Regions from separate parts of the Sus scrofa genome. Here region 1 is linked to region 2. Evidence: chromatin contacts called from public HiChIP or PLAC-seq data. All regions are on one chromosome and are shown on one strand. Each heading gives the region's core, a stretch centred on a gene start, on an enhancer-like site or on the middle of the called end of the contact. The rest is flanking DNA. Distances are from core to core; before and after follow the strand shown. Region 1 holds the start of LPAR6 (lysophosphatidic acid receptor 6). Region 2 has its middle 22 kb from the start of RCBTB2.

Region 1 (3,211 bases), core at 539-3,038, 160 kb before region 2:
ATCAGTATGTGTTTAGGATAGGACTTTTTTAAAACTGAAATTTGTAGGTGTACTTCTAAATTGAAATTGTTGGTGATATCTTAATATAGCATTAAAAAGAAACTGTTTAATGACTGTAAAAGAGAGAAATTTAGTTATAAAAAGGATTTGAGTTGAGAGACCAAATTTTGCACTCTTGGCTTCTGTTTTCCACAGTTGCTCCTCAAGATTTAATTTGTTTTAATTGCCATGATTGTGTGTGGCTCCAATCCTGGATCTCTTCACTTTTCGATTAACAATTTTCTAACATCCTTTCCTCGTTCTCATAAAATTAAATTAAAATTTTATAGCACTTTTAATTTTTTAATTACCACTTTTACCAAAGAATAAATTTGAAAATGTTTATGTTTGGCATAGTTTTAATTTTACAGAATGAAATTGTATCTTTTTAAACAAAATATTTTCCCCTAAATTGATTGAAATAAATTTTGTAAAATAAAAGTTACACTACTTGGCTAAATTTTAGGTTCCTGATTTTAATTCCCCCCGCCCTCACCTACTCCTCCTAATAATTTGACATTAATTATATATTGGAATGTAGGTCAGATTTTGTTTTCATTTAAAAGCTCATGTGAGTGGTTTCTCTGTGTTTAAAGTAGACTCATTTTTTAAAGCCCAAAGAAATTAGAAGGAAGTATGTGTGAGAAAGGGGTAGTTGAATGTAGATAGTATTTCCTCAAGGATTATGTTTTTTCTTATTCTAAATTACCATTTTTTTCAGAAAAGACTATAGTTTGGTTTAATGTTACTATTTTCTAGCTTGGTTCCATTTGAGCTGAAACTATTCCTTGCAGGTATCAATTAAGGAAATTTGGTGAATTTAAGAGCACTTTATTTTTCTTTCTCAGTTACTTAACTAATTTAAAACTGATATTTTAGGAGTTCCCATCATGGTGCAGTGGAAACGAATCTGACTAGGAACCATGAGGTTGCAAGTTTGGTCCCTGGCCTCATCTGTGACCTATACCACAGCTCATGGCAATGCCAGATCCTTAACCTACTGAGCAAGGCCAGAGATCCAACTGCATCCTCATGGATACTAGTCAGATTGTTTTCTGCTAAGCCATGACAGGAACTCCTCTGTTTTTTTTTTTCGAATTGGTTATTTCTAGCCTTGATGATAGTATCAGTTTTATTTTGTCCCTTCTTTATTCTCTCTGCTGTCTTTTTACTAACCCTGTCACTTTTATCTATGTGGTGGTTATAGTATCTTGTCTTATTTCTGGTCCTACCCTCTTTCAATTTCCCCTGCCAGACAGTCACAAATCAAGTCACAAATGATCAACTAAGTATTTATTTATACGCTCTTGCTTCCAAAAAGAATTTAAAGCAGATTATACTTTTAAAACTGTCAAACTGATGAAACTAAATATTTAAGATTTTAGAATTTTATTATATGAAATTATACCTACATTTTAAAAGTTAAAAAGAAAGTGTGGAACAGTTAATATTTTTAGATGTGAGAAATGTGCGAGATATTATTCTAAACATTACTCATATCCATTCTAAAAATCACGCATTTTTAATGTAATACATGTTTGCAAAAAGCAAAAAATAAAAACCTGTGACGATTACACATTAAAAAAGCTTTTCCTCTACAAAAGACCTTTCCTTTCCAAAACACAAGTAAGATACCATGTCTTTTTATTATAAAATTAATCAAGGAGGAATTTTCACAACTGTAAAGTATTCTCTCATTAAAGGTTTTGATGGCCATAATTGGAGTTGTACTTAACATTGAGAATATGAGATAATGTAAAAAAAAAAAAAATTTGAATGAGAGTGTAGTGAAATAACTATGTTCACATTTAAAACAAAGTGTGGAACAGTGAAATTTTAAAATAGAAGAACAGTGTTCTGAATTTATTTTATTCATTTTGAAAGCAGCACACGTTTGCCCTGATGAGAAGTGATTCTTCAGGGTCTTTTTCCATCTCAAATTTATAGCTATGGACGTTCCCATCGTGGCGCAGTGGGAACAAATCTGACTAGGAACCATGAGGTTGTGGGTTCGATCCCTGGCCTCGCTCAGTGGGTTAAGGATCCGGCGTTGCTGTGAGCTGTGTGTAGGTCGCAGACACGGTTGGGATCTGACATTGCTGTGGCTCTGGTGTAGGCTGGCAGCAATAGCTCTAATTAGACCCCTAGCCTGGGAACCTCCATATGCCATGGGTGCAGCCCTATAAAGACAAAAGACCAAAAAAAAAAAAAAAAAAAAAAATTACAGCTATGAAAAAAGCCGGAGTTGGAGTTCTCTTGTGGTGCAGTGGATTAAGGATGTAGCATTGTCACTGCAGCAGCTTGGGTCACTGCTTGGGTGTGGCTTTGATCCCTGCCCCTGGGAACTTCCACACATCATGGATGTGGCAAAAAAAAAAAAAGCCAAAATCTTCTCGTTTTAGATTCTTCTGAAGCCTGTTACAGTAATTTTTTTCTTTTAAAAAATTATTTTTTTATTTATGTATAGTTGATTTACAGTGCTGTATGATAAATTTTCTATTTAAGTTTAGAAACAAAACTTTCTCAGTTTGAGAATAGAACATGTATAATTTATATTGATAGAATATATTTATTTTATGTCCAAATATCTTTTAACCTAATAGGAAAATTTATTAAATTGTAGACAAATTTAGTATTACTAAATGGGGATCATTACCGTTCTGTCATTACCTAAAAGTGATTTACCTTTTTGTCATTACTGCAAATGCAACTCTTTACTAGAGCCTGAGTTCGGGGGGTTGAACCAGCTGGTGGGGTTGGGTGGGAGTAGAAGAAGAAAGATTTCAAAGGTAATGTATGATGATTTATAGCAAAGTAAAAGCAGACAAGAATGGTGATTGAAGCAGCTTCAAGCAAAGAGGTAAAGGAAGTGCAGAGGAGCAGGAAGGCTGTGGTGGTGTAAGACCTAGAACTTGAGGGAGGGTATTCATCACTTCCAGCACTTCCCTTGTCCCTTCCTCCTTTTTTCCTGTCTCTGCCTGCTTCCTGCTCCTTCATCTGCCCCTCTTAAAATCTTACTTCATTTTTGTGTGGAGGAGACCTCCCAATCTCATCAGTTCCTTTTTTGTACTTCTTCAGACCTTGTTAAAATGTCTGGCTTTTAGGACATACAATCCGGTTAGGAGTAGAAAACAAAGAAATAATTGCAGTGTAGAGTGTAACAGTAGATGTT
Region 2 (3,301 bases), core at 50-2,549:
CTTTAGGTCTGAACCTGCAGCACATGGAGTTTCCCAGGCTAGGGGTCCAATCAGAGCTGTAGCTGCCGGCCTACATCACAGCCACAGCAACACGGGATCCAAACTGTGTCTGTGACCTACATGCCAGCTCACAGCAATGCCGGATCCTTAACCCACTGAGCAAGGCCAGGGATTGAACCTCTGTCCTCATGGATGCTAGTCAGATTCATTTCCACTGAGCCACGAGAGGAATGCCCCAATGTGGTATTCTTTAGAACTCTTTCTGAGACATACAATTCCTCTGGGGAAGGGGTGTATGGGGCTGACATTTTTTTCCTTTTCAGCTAGTTTGTCACAAGCTTCAAAACCATTATCATCCCAAGGGTCACCAAGCCTCCTGAGATCTGAGTCACCAAGGAAGTGCCTGGAGGATGGGCTCCTGGACTCCTGGGCAAGTGGGGAGCATGTGTTATCCTGGGCAGAGCCTGGCCCAGCTGCTCCTGAGGCTTAGGATATAGGTTTTAATCTCGAAAGTTCCCTCCTGAGAGCCTTAGATGCTGTCACTCTGGCAGCTCTGGGGCTGATCCTCTGGAACACACATTGGGGGTGAAGAGAGGCAAGTAAGAATCCTGTGGACCGTGGATGATAGTGTCTTCTGCTCCCTCCTTCCTCTCACCCTCTTGACTTGGAGAACCCCCTCGCAACAGCTCCATGTGAAGGTGGGCTAGGGCTGAGTTTTCCAGCTAACAGTAAACTGGAGGGAGCTTTCCAATAACTTTTCAGCTCACCGGTTTCTTGGTCACTTTCTTCAGTACCAGGATGACAGCATTGTTAGACAGCACCTGTGTGTAATAAACACTGCCTTTCTTTTCCTTGGGTCTTAGTCTGTTCTGGCTGCTGTAACAAAAATACCCAGACTGCATGGCTTACACAACAGAATTGTGTTTTTCACAGCTCTGAAAGCTGGGACGTTCAAGACCAAAGTACCGGTAAATTCAGTGTCTGGCGAGGGCTTGCTTCCTGGTTCATAGACGGTTGTCGTCTTGCTGTGTCCTCACGTGGTAGGAGGGGTGAGGAAGCTCTCTGGGGTCTCTTTCACAAGGGCACTAAGCTCGTTCAGGAAGACTCTCCTCTCATGACCATGCAAGAAAAACACCATCTCCCAAAAGCCCCACTTCTTAAATCCATCACAATGAAGGTTAGAATTTCAACAGAGGAATGTTTGGAGGACATAAATATTCAGCCCATTGCATTTGGTGTTATCATCTGGAAATAGGAAGCCAGTGGTTTAGTCTGGAATAAGCCAGTGCCTGAGTAAGTCAGCTTACCAGTGGGTCAGGCTCATAACCAGCCTACATGAAATGAAGAAGTAGGGCACAGCCAAGGCCATGATATCCCGCAGGGTGGACACTTGTCTCTATTAACCATAGACTGAGTATGTCTGTATTAATTTGGCCAACTGCCCAGCCCTTGCCATTCACGTCTCAGTCTGATTTCCCTTTATGGAAGGACCCACGCTAGTGTGTAATACACATGGTAAACTCAGCGAGAGCTGCAGGCTGTTTTGTATGCTCAGGCAGATGTCACATGAACATGGGCATTTAATCAGTAACTCTGCCTTTGGTGGGGGGTGATGACAGATTCTTTCCTGGCAGGATATACAGTTCCTGATAGAGTAAGCCTTCTATTTTTTCAGTTAATTGTGTGTTTAAATATATTTATATCTAACATTCTATACATAGCACACACCCATATATATATACACAGACAGACAGACACAGGCATACATGTAAGTACTTTGAGATGCTCCCAATTTTAGAAGACACAAGAGGGCTGGTAGTAGAAAGCAATCTTGTGGTTTTTATTGTTGTAGATGATATTGTAACTTTCAGTCCCTTGAACATAGCAGGTCCCTTGACACTGACATTCTGTTTGGGCCGAGCCCAGGTGCAGGCAAAGTGGGCAGAAGGGCTGAGTGGCACCTGTGGTGCTCCTTTCACACCTGCCCAGCTGTCTCAGCCACAGACCCCACCCTCTGGAAAAGCCACTTCCCACCCCTGTCCCTAATGCTGGAATTCCTTCTACCAGGAGCAAACCGTTCTATTTCAGTTCCAATTAAACAAGTATTCAAAGGCCCTAGTGGAGACAACCAACACAAGTTCAAACTTGCCTGAAGGCAGTTTTTATATCCAAAAACAAAAGTGTAGCCACTTACTGGGGATGGGAGGGGGGCATCACAGGGAGAGCACACATTGTTTGAAACAGGAATTGGGATTTTCAAAGTCAAAAACCATTAGTTCATGCTTTTTCTTTTAACCTCATCTTCCTTCTCTGACGCAACTCTGAAAAAGCGTTCAGTGCCTGACACAGCCAGGGTCAATGGGAGCTGTGCATTATTTTCCTACATATTTCACCTGTGCTTTAAGTGTAACCATTTATTCAAGACCAGCCAATAATTAACTGGCTATAAGGAAATCACATGATTTTCTTAGTGAAATGGCATCAGAAAATAATTTCCTGGAATCACTGACAACTGTAAACAGCTATAGCCACGTTCAGGCCATTGCGTGTCAGCCAGTGCCAAGGTCCTTTTTAATTACAGACGGTGCCTGCCCTTTCTGGGCACTGCTAGCTCAAGCCATCTGAGTGAGGTGGGCTTTTAGGGACATGGGTGAGCCTTGCCTGGGAGTCTTGTGACACCCAGTTGTCTTGCATGTTTAACCAAAAGCTTTCCTGGAGCTGGAAGTAGCATGACTGTCCAACCATCAAACATTTATTTGAGCACTCAGTACTGGGCACTGTCAGGCTCTGGAAATCAAAAAATTGGCCAAAATAAATAAATGAATAAAAAAGGCAAAAAAAAATTAAAATAAAACTATTGTTTCAACTCTGGAGAAATGTGCCTTTTCACACAGGGATTTTGGTTTTGATCAAACAGCTACTCCCTACTCAAGTCCACAAATGCTAAAGCTCATTATTCTAATGGAAATTGTCTGAAGGCAAACCAGGAAATGGCCTAGAAAGAACGGGTGCGCGCGCATCCTTTTCAGCCTGTTAACGTTTTGCCAATGCTGCCCCCTGCAGGTCAAAGGTAGAACCTCAGCTCAGCAGTTTGTACCAACTCCCCCACACCCACTAGTGATAAAGAAGTGGAAGGTCCAGGGATCCCCAGACTTCGCTCGTAACCTCCTGCAGATAGTTTCGAACAATCATTCCCCCCTCACATTTTAAAGCTGACATCTGGATTTGTATCATCAATTTCACGTGTAAAGGATGAACTTTCCCACACATTTTCTGTGTTTTACCTAATTGCAGATCAAGC

What was found. HiChIP or PLAC-seq counts read pairs in DNA pulled down with a chosen protein or histone mark.
Region 1: an H3K27ac HiChIP or PLAC-seq map of alveolar macrophages shows a contact between it and region 2. The contact joins the promoter of LPAR6 here to the enhancer-like site in region 2. A contact is called at or near these places in 3 of 5 promoter capture datasets (fetal liver and liver), 9 of 47 Hi-C or Micro-C datasets (adipocytes, alveolar macrophages, embryonic fibroblasts and 5 more) and 2 of 2 datasets of contacts at active chromatin or transcription factors (alveolar macrophages and skeletal muscle).

Annotation. Positions count from the first base shown.
Region 1 is chr11:19,214,882-19,218,092 of Sscrofa11.1, reverse strand. It overlaps LPAR6 (lysophosphatidic acid receptor 6), which reads right to left and starts at 1,788. Exons shown (of 1, transcript XM_003482887.4): 1 at 1-1,788. The region is part of intron 17 of RB1 (RB transcriptional corepressor 1); the gene reads left to right.
Region 2 is chr11:19,057,724-19,061,024 of Sscrofa11.1, reverse strand. No RefSeq gene overlaps it. Among named protein-coding and RNA genes, the nearest start is that of RCBTB2, 22 kb to the left of the region's middle. Within about 2 kb of position 1,299, at least 8 of the 83 cell types and tissues checked have an H3K27ac peak or open chromatin away from gene starts, as enhancers often do. A contact at or near this core is called in alveolar macrophages and fetal liver, where this site is marked.